2 separate regions of the Mus musculus genome follow, and region 1 is linked to region 2. A link is a contact called in public HiChIP or PLAC-seq data. All regions are on one chromosome and are shown on one strand. Each heading gives the region's core, a stretch centred on a gene start, on an enhancer-like site or on the middle of the called end of the contact. The rest is flanking DNA. Distances are from core to core; before and after follow the strand shown.

Evidence for each region. HiChIP or PLAC-seq counts read pairs in DNA pulled down with a chosen protein or histone mark.
Region 1: a contact with region 2 is called in an H3K27ac HiChIP or PLAC-seq map of acute myeloid leukemia, with 5 times the contacts expected there. The contact joins two enhancer-like sites. A contact is called at or near these places in 2 of 39 promoter capture datasets (cranial neural crest and epiblast stem cells) and 7 of 115 datasets of contacts at active chromatin or transcription factors (acute myeloid leukemia, astrocytes, bone marrow-derived dendritic cells and 4 more).

The regions. Positions count from the first base shown.
Region 1 is chr4:119,123,998-119,130,481 of GRCm38.p6, reverse strand. The region is part of intron 2 of Slc2a1 (solute carrier family 2 (facilitated glucose transporter), member 1); the gene reads right to left. It overlaps Gm12867 (predicted gene 12867), which reads left to right. Exons shown (of 4, transcript NR_165264.1): 4 at 1-194. Among named protein-coding and RNA genes, the nearest start is that of Gm12867, 4.9 kb to the left of the region's middle. Within about 2 kb of position 4,306, at least 233 of the 459 cell types and tissues checked have an H3K27ac peak or open chromatin away from gene starts, as enhancers often do. A contact at or near this core is called in acute myeloid leukemia, where this site is marked.
Region 2 is chr4:118,646,099-118,651,895 of GRCm38.p6, reverse strand. No RefSeq gene overlaps it. Among named protein-coding and RNA genes, the nearest start is that of Gm12853, 13 kb to the right of the region's middle. Within about 2 kb of position 1,690, at least 2 of the 459 cell types and tissues checked have an H3K27ac peak or open chromatin away from gene starts, as enhancers often do. A contact at or near this core is called in acute myeloid leukemia, where this site is marked.

The DNA of each region.
Region 1 (6,484 bases), core at 3,057-5,556, 480 kb before region 2:
TCTTGATGCAATTAAGGGATGGCAAACATGAGACACGCCAGGATGCTGGCATGTAACCCAGAAGGGTGTTTCAGGGCAAACTGTTCTAGTATGCAGAAGGAACTCACTGGGAAATTATGATAAAAATATACCCAATAAACTAATAATGGCTATGTCTATTACCATCTTATAATTATTAAAAGTTTTATTCTAAATCATGTGTATATCTGTATGTGGGTTATGTGCACCTGAGTACAGGTGCTCATGTGGGCCAAAAGGGGGTGTCAGATGTCCCAGGGCTGGAGGTATAAGAAGTTGGCAGCTGCCTAGTTTGGGTACTAGGAACTAAACCTAAGTTCTCTGCAAGAAAATCGTGCTCTGCACCCCTGAGCCATCCCTCCAGCCATTACTGTCATCAGCATATATGGTACTTTTTGAACATGACCGTGCATGCTAAACATGTTGTTTCTGTTGTAGTGAAGACTAAATTTGGGATCCTGGGTACACTAGACAAGGGCTCTAGTGCTTGCCTGTTTAGCCTTGTGCTAAACTTTTATGCCTGGCAGCACGGTGGGTAGGTTTACAGACCTATGAGTAACGCTGTTATGCCAATGTTGCTAGATCACAGAGCTATTTTCTACATGGCTTTGTTTTGCAGTGCTGGGGATAAACTCAGGGCCTTGCACATGCTGGTCATATGCTCTACCACTGAGCTACTTTCCAGCTGTTATGGTATTACAGGATAGCCATTCTGTACATACCGTCTGTCACTGAAAAGTCTTTATGTGGCCCATGACTGCTTCCTCTACAGTGCTAGAGGAAACTGAGGAAACATACTTATGGTACCTACCACACAGTACTGGACCCAGTTCATTGAAAACCACTGTCAAAGTCTGACTACATCCTCCTGACAAAATTCCACAGAGAGGGTCATGCCCCATTCAGTCCCTGCTCCGATGGCCATCTTCCAGTTTACATCCCATCCCTGCTACCACTCCTGCCTCTGAGATCCAGCCCAGGCCAGGGGCCAGAGCCAGTGGTAGGGGTACCTTGAGTCAACAAAGGGTCTTAGGCTCTCTTCTAGAAAACCTTGGTCCTACAGGGGTCAGAGACTGGGCCAAGTTGGACAAGCAAAACAAAGTGCTTGTGTTCTTCAAGGGACACACAGCCCAGAGAGCTGCTGGAAAGGCAAGGTCCCATTTATCAGGCTCTGTAGGGGACAGGCTGTTCTGAATAAGAAGCTGCAGAGATAAAAAGTGCTTCTCCAGGGCCCAGAGCTGGGAACTGGGGCTCCTTCCCTTTGGTTGTACAGGGTGACCAAATAGACCCACAAGCAGAATTGAACGGTAATGGGGGCCTTTCCCTGTAGGCAAAACACTCATACACATAAAAAATTTTTGAGATAGGGTCTCTCTATGTAGCACTGGCTGTACTGAAATTCTCTATACAGACACCAGGCTGTCCTTGAACTCAGAGATCTGCTTGCCCCTGCCTCCCAAGTACTTGGGACTAAAGGCATATGCCATCGCAATTGATTAAAAAATACTTTTTTGAAACTGGCTAATGGAGCTTACTTGAACTGTGTGCAAATGGTAGATCTGTGCAGAGTAAGTCAGCTAAGACTGAAGAGAAGCTGCCTGCATGAACTTAAGGGCGAGCACTGAGCCTCTCTCTCTTCCTCCAGCTCAGGTCTTTAGCTTTCCTCACAGAAGCAGCGAAGTGATAAGGTGCTCCCAACCTCTCCCACCCACATGCAGGGAAGCTGCTGGCCTGGGTTGTCAGCAGTGAGCCAAAGCTCACTCTCCCGCTCCTTCCTCTCTGTTGCCGAGTCCTCTGCCGGGCAGCACGGGCACCAGCTTCCTATACTGTAACAGCGGTCCCACCCAGGCTCAGGGACAGCAGAGGCTGAGCAGTGGGCTTCCTATCAGAATCAGGAATACTGTCTGAGCCTGGCTTTCCAGTCCTGCTGCTCTGAGACTCCTTCTGTAAGGTTCACATGAGGCTCCAAGCTCACACTGGCTCAGGGAAGACAGAGCAGCCCCAGAGAATCCAGAGAATTCTCTATGGGGGAAAAGTTCTAGGGCCACCTGTTCCATCCAGCTACTGCCCTCAGTGTCCATCTGGGAGAAAGGTGTCCTGCAGGGACAGAATGCCTGCTGACTACTCCCCTCATAGGATCCCAGCGGTAGCTGCCTGTCCTACCCCTTGTGCCAATCACAAGCCCAAATGTTATCCCTGACGCTGCCACTGTGCCCAACCCAAACGTCCCAGGTCTGCTGAATGTGCCTTCCCACCAGTCTCCTGTGCTGTGTGGCATCTGTCCTAGGTCCCTCCTGTGTTCTGTGTTCTGTTGCAGTCTTTCACCCCCAAAGCAATGCCTTTACATGGGTAATGAACTAGCACAGTCCTCCACTCTTCCTTGTAGGGAACATCTGAAGCAAACTGACCTAGACCAGTTAGAGGCGACAGTCTGGGTTCAACAGGCCTCCTGGGAAGGGCTGGAGCCACACATGGCTCGCACTTGCTTTTCAGAGAATCCTTTTACAGTGTAGAACCACTGGGCTGGAGCTGTGATGCAACCTGACATCTCTTGCAGATTCTGTTCCCAGCACCCAATGGCAGCTCACAGCCACCTGCAATCCCAAGTCTAGGGACCTCATGCTCTTTTTGAGCCTCCATGAGCACGTGGTGCCGACATGTATGCAGGCAAAACGCCCTCCAAATGTAAAATAACAAAACAAAAATAAAACGTGAAACCATTTCTTCCTGGGTTCATGCTGATGAGATAGGGAAAGAGCTAATCAGTTGAAAGATCTGTTGTGGAGTTGGCCTGTCACGAGGGCTGACATCTTAGAGATGCTCTGTTAGTGCAGAGGGTACTCGGGCTTCCTTGACCACACTCATGGGAAGTGCGTTGGCTCTGTGCAGCTGAGGTCCCTGGGCTGGGACAGCTTGCAAAAAAGAGCTACTCCACACTACCTGTTCCCTTAGTGAGGCGGGGGACCTGCACATGCCCAAGAGCTTCTTGGAAATCCTAAGACCCAGGCAACTGTGTGTGCGATGCCTGCTCTCTACAGAGGAAGTGAGCACTTCCTCTCTGTGGTGGCAGGGTGGTGTCTGTAAAGGGATGTGAGGCAGAACACGTAGCCTGCTCACAGAATAAGGCGTTATTGATGCCATTTGTGCTCCCCAGGAGAGAAGCCACCTTTCAGAGAGAAGCAAGAGGGAGGGGATCTAAGGTGTGACCTAAGGTGTGACCACTTAGCACACCAGGACCTCTGCTCAAGCCTCAGAGCAGCAAAAACAATCAAAATTAAAAACAAAAACCAAAAACCCTAAACCACAGGGGAGCACTGAGATAGGGTTCCCGGCTTACATTGCCAGGGGCTATGTAAGCTATATGGGGCAAGAAGAACCTGAGGGAACTAGGGCTTGACTCAGAAACCCTAAGGTTCTGTGGCCCCCGAGAGCAGAAGCCCTGGGCTCTTGGGTTTTTGATAAGTGGCTCCCCCACCTCAGGAAGGGTGAGTGACCCAGAGCCATGTGAGGAAACATTCATAGGAAGGCTAAGTCTGAAGCCACATACAGCCTCTGTCACTTGCTTTTCTTTCAACCCTTTCAACATGTGAAAGGCTTACAGGCCACATGGGGTGCTGGCTAGCCTGGCCACCCTGCTGAACTGACCCAGGATTTGAGACTGCGGCAGAGCTGTGTTTGGGGACCTCTGGCTCCTCCCAGTACCTATCCTTGGATATTCTGCTTCCGGGCCTGAATCTTCTCTCCCATCCCAGAGTGATCCCCTCAGCTCTTCCCCCATGTTCTGTGGGGATATGGCCCTTCTTATAGGCCCACCATCTTCCCTCTCTCTTACAAGGAGGAAAGGGTCAAATTGTCCAGCTGTCTCTCAGTCTGGTCTTGACCCGTACTCCCAGCCTCTCATCTTTGCTAGGCCCCTGAACCTCTTTCCCTCAGCTCAGCCCAGAGCTCAGATGTCTCTATAACAGTGCAACCACACCTGAGAGTCAGCTATGAACCCAGGGCCAGATGTTGCAGGTGGGGCTGGACAGTCCCACCCGCTGCATCTCCAGAGCCCCCTCTGAAACCTAAAGGAAGAGGCTCAGGTTAAAGCTGAGAGCAGCAGCAGCAGTGAAGGATGCTTCAGAGTCTAGAATTGGTCTTCTTCCTCACCAAGGACAGGCCTCTCTGCCCTGGCTAGTGGGTCCCTTCCCTGCTCTACAGCCTGGAGGGGCTTCTCACACAGACACAGAGAGAGCTTCACCTCACTGTGGCAGCCCAGCAGCCAGGGCCACCTCAGCCCTCAGGATGAAGAGTTTCTTCAGCAGCACTCTGACTCATATCCTCTGGGCAGACAGTAACACCCACATCTCAGACTGCTCTTTCCTTCTATTTGATCACCTTTCAGGGAATGCAGTTCCCCTCTGGGAAGTTCCCCTGGCCAGCACCCCTCCTCCATCAAAGTATGTCTACAGTGCCTGCGGTCACACTGGCTGCTGGCATCCTACTACTGAATACAGGACAGCCCATCACAATAAATACCAAAGGGCTGTCCAGTGCAAAGTACCCGTGGTGCTAAGGTTGAAAAACATCATTAGGGCCAACTGCCACCTCTGCCCTACTGTGCCCGTCCATGTTTCTATTGCGGTCTTTGAACAGCTGACTAGAAGACACTATGATCAAGAGCAGACTTCAACATGGTCTGATTTGAGTGTCACTGCTGCTGGGTGCAGGGAACAAGGGGGGGCTTGCAATGACGGGCTGTGACGGCGTGAGGAATTGCGTAACTATTGTGTGGGAAGTTCTTGAGATAGATCTGTACATGACCGGACTTGACTCAGCTCTGAGCTCAGCACAGTGGGAGTGGGCCAGCAGTGCAACAAGTGTGAGCAAGGGTCCAGGGACAGAAGTAGGGGAAGAAAGAAAGGAGAGGGAGAGGGAAGGAGAGGGAGAGGCAGGGAGAGGGAAGGACACGAGGGAGAGGGAGGGGAAGGGGGACAGTAAGAGGGAGAGAGAGGGGAAGAAGAGAAAGAGAAAGAGAAAATCCACCCCCATTGCTCAGTGCCTGTCTCCCAAAGGTTGAGCACAGAGCATACAACAGAACCAGACCCCCTGGATTTAAACTCCAGCTCTGCTCTGTGCTAGCTGTGTGTCCTTGGTGTAGTTTCATCACATCTCTGTGCTTCTTTCTTACAAAATGGAGGTTATGGGGCCTACTTAGCGAGGTTATCATGAGAACAACTGAAGGACCACCTTTAAGGCACTTAGAATACCTAGAGGAGAAAAAGAAAGCTGTAAGGGTTTGTGTGGTGGACAGCACTATGGCTGTTGGCATCCCCAGAGAGATAAGAGGCTGGTCTCGAGCTTAGAGTAGCTCAGCCCCAGAGGTGCTGGGCTAGGGGTGGGAGGCAGGTTCTCAACTGAGGTTATTTCTGTCACTGGCCAGGCCAGGTCACTTAGGGCAAGGCCTCACTTCCTCTGCACACCAGGATCCTCCCTTGTCAAATAAGAAGGGCTGAGCTAACATCAGGCTCCTCCCAGCAGCCTCTGGGTTCCAGAAATGCCTTTCTCCAGGGTGCTTGGTCCTACCCCTCATCAAGTGTAGGTCAGCCCAGGGTGGTATTTGGGTGTCACTGTCACTTGCTGCCTCCCAGTGGCCAGGCTCCCCTATTCCTCCCCTCCCACCCCAGCTCAGCCCTTCACTTGCCAGCCAACCTTGCTTTCCTCAGCCACGAAAGAAAGACAGTCTAGTCTGTGTGCCAGGTTTACAAGGTGCAGGGAGAGGAGGTAATTTGAGGGCAGGTGCAATATAAACATTTAAGATAATATCATGATTAATTACCGCTTCCGGCAGAAGCCTTTCAGGCCTGTTTTATGGCAAAGAACAAATTCCCAGTGAATGTCTTCTCACTGTGGGCAAAGCTGCTTTGAGAGATGGGCCACCTAGCCTCACTCCCTCAGAGAAGTACTCAGAACAGACAAAAGTACCCAGTGTGGATAGACAGAGTCCACATCAGAGAGCCCCTTCCATGACACTTTTTGCCTAGGCATCTGACCTCCTTGCTGCGGGATCACTCTCCCCCTCCAGGTATGAATGGGCTGCCAAATCCTCATGTCTTTCTGCTGCTGCCCTCCCCTAACCCTCTGCTCTTTTCAAATCGGTTCGACCGGCTGGGGAACACAAATATTTGTAAGAGAACTGCATCTGTACTGACCACGGACAAACTGTTTTGTCTTTAATCCCTAAACAATGCAGCAAGTCCAGCAACTTCTGACCACAGGGCTTCCCTGGTCTCTGATGCAGGTGATGTGGGAAGACACAGTGTGAGGAGGGCTGTGCACGGGCTCGGGCAGCGCTGTGCTACATTCCCTGTGAGGTCTTGACTGTCCAGATTTCAGTACACATGGGGGATGTGAGGGTCCTGAACCGACCCATCACAGATTCCCACCCACTCTCCTCCTAGAAGTCTCCCCCACCATCCCCTCTAGA
Region 2 (5,797 bases), core at 441-2,940:
AAACAACTCAAAAGTAAAACTTAAAATAGGTGATAAATGAGTCTAAATGGACATTTTTAAAGGAAGATGTATAAATGGCTGTATTAGTCAGGATTCTCTGGAGTCAGAGAACTTATGGAATGTCTCTCTATATTGAGGGAATTTATTGTGATGACTTACAGTCTGTAGTCCAACTAACCCAACAATGAGCAGCTGTGAATGGGAAGTCCAAGTATCTAGCAGTTGCTCAGTCCCACAAGGCTAGTTGCTTAAGCTGGTCTTCTGTAGAAGTCGGTTCCAACAGATGCGCTGGCAAGTAAGTGCAAGCAGGCAAAGAAGAGTGAGTGAATCTTCCTTCTTCCAATGTCCCTCTGTAGGTATCCAGCAGAAGATGTGGCCAAGATTAAAGGTGTGTGTCACCACACCTGGATCTGGGACTTGCTTTGTCCCAGGCTTTGTCCCAGGCTAACTATGGAGTCAAAGATCTCCTTGCCTCAGTCTCCTGGAATTAAAGGTGTGACTATCTTGCCTGGGTCTAAGCTTTTCAAGATCTCCATGCTAATATCCAGTTCAGAAACTTGCGTCTTCCAGTCTCAAGATCTGGACTATAGGTGTACCTTCCAATTCTGGTTGTAGTTCATTCCAGATAGAGGCAAGTTGACAGCCAGGAACAGTCATTACAATGGCCTAGAGTCATTTTTAAAATGCTTGAAACCTCTCACTCTTCATCAGGGAGATGCAAATCAAAACCACAGTTTGATATCACCTCACCTCAGTAAGAATGAATGCTATCACAGGACTACAGACACACACCCTGATGAGAATCTAGAGGACAGGGAACTCCTTCACACTACTGATGGGATTGGAAAGTTAGGGCAGCCACTGTAGTCAAGAGTATTGAGACCCCTCCACAAGTTCAGAATACAGGTATCATATGATCAGTCAACCCCTCTACTGGATATATAACAAATGGAAATAAAAAACACTATGTACTTCAATGATGACTGTAGAGCTGTTCACAGTTGCCAAGAATCCACAAGCAACCTAAGTGTCTATCAACTAGTGGACAAATGGGGGTGGGGGAACCATGTTTTCTATGCATTATGCAACATCAGTGTCATAAAAAGGATGAAATCTATCATTTGTGTCAAAATGAATAGAACTAATGAAATGAAGAAAATATACCAGGCAGAGAAAGACAAGTGTGTGCATGAATTGGCTCACATGTGCAGTCCTGGGAAGGTAACCATGGAGGCAGGAAGAGGAATTCTGTTACAAAGCTGAGAGTAGAAGATAGGGGAGTCTGGGGTACAGCTGGCCAGTGAATACAATGTTACAGTCAAATGCAATTTAGATGCTTTGGGTGGTGTTGCATCATTGAGTAACCACTCTATAGAGAACAGCTGCGCCCTGTGTGCCTCAGCCCTCTAGCAGGAACATATTGAAAGTTCACCCTGAAGAAATAACAGATGAGGAGGAGGTAAACATGTTTAACCTGATTTAAGTATTTCAAAGTAGATACATAGTATCAAAACAACACATGACACCCATTTTTATGTACAATTCTTATGCATTTGTGCATGAGTTAAAATTACACGGCACTTCAAAATGACAGTTAAATGAAATGCTTCTGAATTGAGATGACAGGACAAGGAGTGATGAAATTGTGCTACTGAGGTTCTCTCCTGGAAATAAGTGCAACTTCTTGGTTTCCATTGCCACAGATCAGCAGCTGGGTGGGTGTTTCTCTGTATATCAGGGAGACAAAGGAACCACCAACCAAAGAATGAGCATGAGCTGGACCTACAATCCCCCCTTCGGCCCCCCACCTCCACTCCCCTCACACACACACACACACACACACACACACACACAGACACACACACACACACACACACACACACACACACACACCGTCCTGCACATATGGAGCAGATGTGCGGAGCAGGAGCAGTCCCTGACTCTGTGGCCTGCCTGTGGATCCTGTTCCCCTAACTGGGCTGCCTTGTCTGACCTCAGTGGGAGAAGATGTGCCTAATTCGGCAGTGACTTGATGTGTCAAAGTAGGTTGGCACCCAGGGGAGAGACTCACCCTTCTCAGAGGAGAAGGGGAGGGGAATAAGGGGGAAAGTAGCATTAAGGGGAGGGGGAGGGAGGGACTTGGCAGAGAGGGGGGCTAATATTGGGATGTAAAGTAAATGAATACATTAATGAAAAAATAACTGTGGCTGGTGAGATGGCTCAGTGGGTAAGAGCACTGACTGCTCTTCCAAAGGTTCTGAGTTCAAATTCCAGCAACCACATGGTGGCTCACAACCATCCCTAATGACATCTGATGCCCTCTCCTGGTGTGTCTGAAGACAGCTACAATGTAACAGTGTACTTATTCATAATAATAAATAAATCTTTGGGCCGGAGCGAGCGGGGTTGACCAGAGCAAGCAGAAGTCCTAAATTCAATTCCCAACAACCACGTGAAGGCTCGCAACCATCTGTACAGCTACAGTGTACTCATATACATTAAATAAATAAATAAATCTTTAAAAAAGAAAGAGAGGAGGGGAAGGAAGGAAGGGAGGAAGGAAGGAAGGAAGGAAGGAAGGAAGGAAGGAAGGAAGGAAGGAAGGAAGATCCACAACAGCTAGAAGACCTTAAAACTAAGGGAAGGCACCACATATACAGCCCAACAGGAGGCACAGAAAAGTAACAATCCATTGTTAATATCTGTCTTGAAAGACAAGGAGAATATCAGTGTATAGGCTAGAGGCTGGAGGAACAGCCTGCTGTGTCAAGCTCTGTGGATTTCATCATGGTTCAGTTACCAGCACATGTTCACAGGCACATACATACATACATACGTACACACACACACACACATACAAAGTAGCATGTAATCAAGTAAAACATATGCTTAGAAGATTTAAAACCATTTACATTACCCTTGGAATTAAATCAATATGGAAATTATAAACTATATAGCAACAAATAATAAACAAAAGACCTAGTCTATATCCAAAAGAGGTAGAATATAGCCAAAGATATACATTTACTTGAAAACAACACTTTTAGTAAAATTAATGCTGCAAGCTTCAACTTAATAAAAATTACATAAAACCATTGAAGACATGTCTCAGCAGTTAAGAGCACTGGCTGCTCTTGCAGGGGACCCCTGTTCAATCCCCAGTACCCACAGGGCAGCTCACAACGGTCTGTAGCTCCAGCCTCAGGGGAGTTTATGTCCTCCTCTGACCTCCTTGGGCACTGTGCATTGGTGAAGTGCAGACAAGAATTCATTCATAGACATAAGATAATAAAATAAATAAATCTTTTAAAACTATGTGAAAGCAATTAAATAGATAACAAGCAAAATAAAAACAATAAGAGTAAGTGCATAAATTAATGAAACATTAGAAAGGGTTAGATGTTGTTGTTGTTGTTGTTGTTGTTGTTGTTTTTTAACACCAGTATATCCAAAGGTATAAGCAATTGGCAAGTAATACATTCCAGGGAGGGGAAAATGACAGAGACTAGGGACACTTGTCATTTTGAGAAACTACTATATAAATTTTAAATCAGAAATTTTGAACATATAGATAAAATGCATGATTTTTCAAAAAAGAAAATTTAACTGGACAAATTTTCCCAAGATGTTAAAAGCCAAAGTCAGTGGAGAAGAGACTAAAGAGTCAGCCAGGCGCCCACATTTCAAAAAAGCCCTAGAAGTGAAGCAGGGTCAGGCAGAGGCTCTCCAGAGCAGGGGCAGAAACACAATTTTCAAGTCAGCCTGCACCGCACGGTGAGACGCTCCTTAAAACTTAATCTGTGCTGGGAGTGGTGCTTCACACCCTTAATCCCAGCACTAAGGGAGGCAGACAGAGGCAGATCTCTGTGAGTTTGCCGCCAGCCTGGTCTACATAGTTTCCGGCCAACCAGGGCTACATAGTTAGTTAAGAGCTTGTCTGGGAAAACCATGCCACAGTGGGAGCAGGGGCTGTCTCTGACTCTGTTGCCTTTGGAACCCTTTGCCCTACCACACTTCCTTGTTGAGCCTCCATAGGCGAAGATGCATCTAATCTTACTGCAACTTTATAGGCCAAGGTGGGTTGAGGTCCAAGGGAGCCCTCCCCTTCTCTGAGGAGAAAGACAGGAGTGGATGGGGATGGAGGGGATGTGGGGGAATACTGAGAGAAGAGAAAAGAGGGGAAACTGCAGTTAGAATATTAAGTTAATTAATTAATTAATTATAAAAATATTTCATTGTGAAAAACAAACCAAAACATTAATTAATTAACTAATTAATTAATTAATTAATTGTGGGACAATGGACCTTACCAGGAAACCTGGTAAGGCAGAGAAGGTCTAAGTCCCTGGCACGTGGACATCCACCTAAGACTGTAGGCAGCTCCCTGTTCCCTGCCAGATTCCTGGCCTACAACATGTGTCCATACTCCCCATGTAGCTCACGTAGCCCAAAACAGAGTGTTCCATGCTAATGAGGTACCTAGAGACCTTGAGGGTTTAACCAATAGGCTTCCCTTCCTGGACATTCCAACCTATAAAAGGTATTAACCTCTGGCCCACCCTGAGAAGTTGGAATGGATCCATTTTCCATGATGAACACTCAATAAACAGAATGATAAACATGGACGGCCTCTTTCATCGAGAGCCGCTGTGGGGAGCATGGAGATGGCCTTTGCCTACGGAGCCGCAGCCTAAGTCTCCTGTAGAAGGCCTCTCTATGTGCTTCCAGACAACCACTGCCAAGCTAAGGACAATCACTGATAAACGAAGCCGGAGCTCTCATCTCCCCCAGCCCCGGGCTAGGTGCCATCCTCAGCCCACAGGACCCCAATGGTCCCAGCCTCGTCTCAGGCCCATGGACCCCAACACTTCGTTCCCGACTTCTCTGTGCAGTTTTCTAGTGACTAGATTCCCGGGAGTCAGAGAACCCCATCTTCCTCCACCCCATCTCAGACTACGTTTCCCCACCCCCTGAGCAGTGTCTCTGTGCTTCCCTAGAGCCCAGCACCTGACCGTGGCAGCGTGGGATAACCACAGTCAAGCTCCCCACTTTCTGCCTCCCCAACGGAGTGTCCCCCACTCCAATGGTGGGGCGGAATCTGGACACAATTAATCATAATAAAATGAGTCTTAGGGCTCAGATAAGGAACAAGTTTTCCCACACTAACCAACTAGTCCAGAACACGGGAAAGATAGCTGCTGATGCTTTTCTGGCATAAGGTTGGTATAACTGGGCAAAGATACCACAAAACATGAAGGTTTAAGGCCAACTTTCTCTCACAAATACCAGATCCAGGGCCTAGAGAGATGGTCTAGTGATTAAGAGAATGTTTTTCTCTTACAATGAACCCGTTCCGTTTCCAGCTGCCACATCAGGTGGCCTAGTAATTCCAGCTCCAGGGGATATCGGATGCTTCTGGTCTCCATTGGTACCTGCACCCATGTGCACATCACATACACGCAGACACACACCCATATGCAGAATTAAAGGTAATCTTAGGCACAAATACTGGATGTAAGTATCCTTTGTAAAGTATTTACTGAAATCTAGCCACCTGTTAAAATAACAATATAACATACCCAAGAATAACTTACCCAGTAAATGAGAAAAAGATTCCAAATTAGAAAGCATTTTATGTAACATAGTACATTAGTAGATTTAAGGAAGCGTGTGGTAACACAAGCCTTTGATGTCAGCATTTGGGAAGCAGAGACAGTTGGATCCCTGTAAGTTCAAGATCACCCTGGTCTACAAAGTGAGTTCCAGACCACTCAGGGCTACATATGAAAATGTTTCA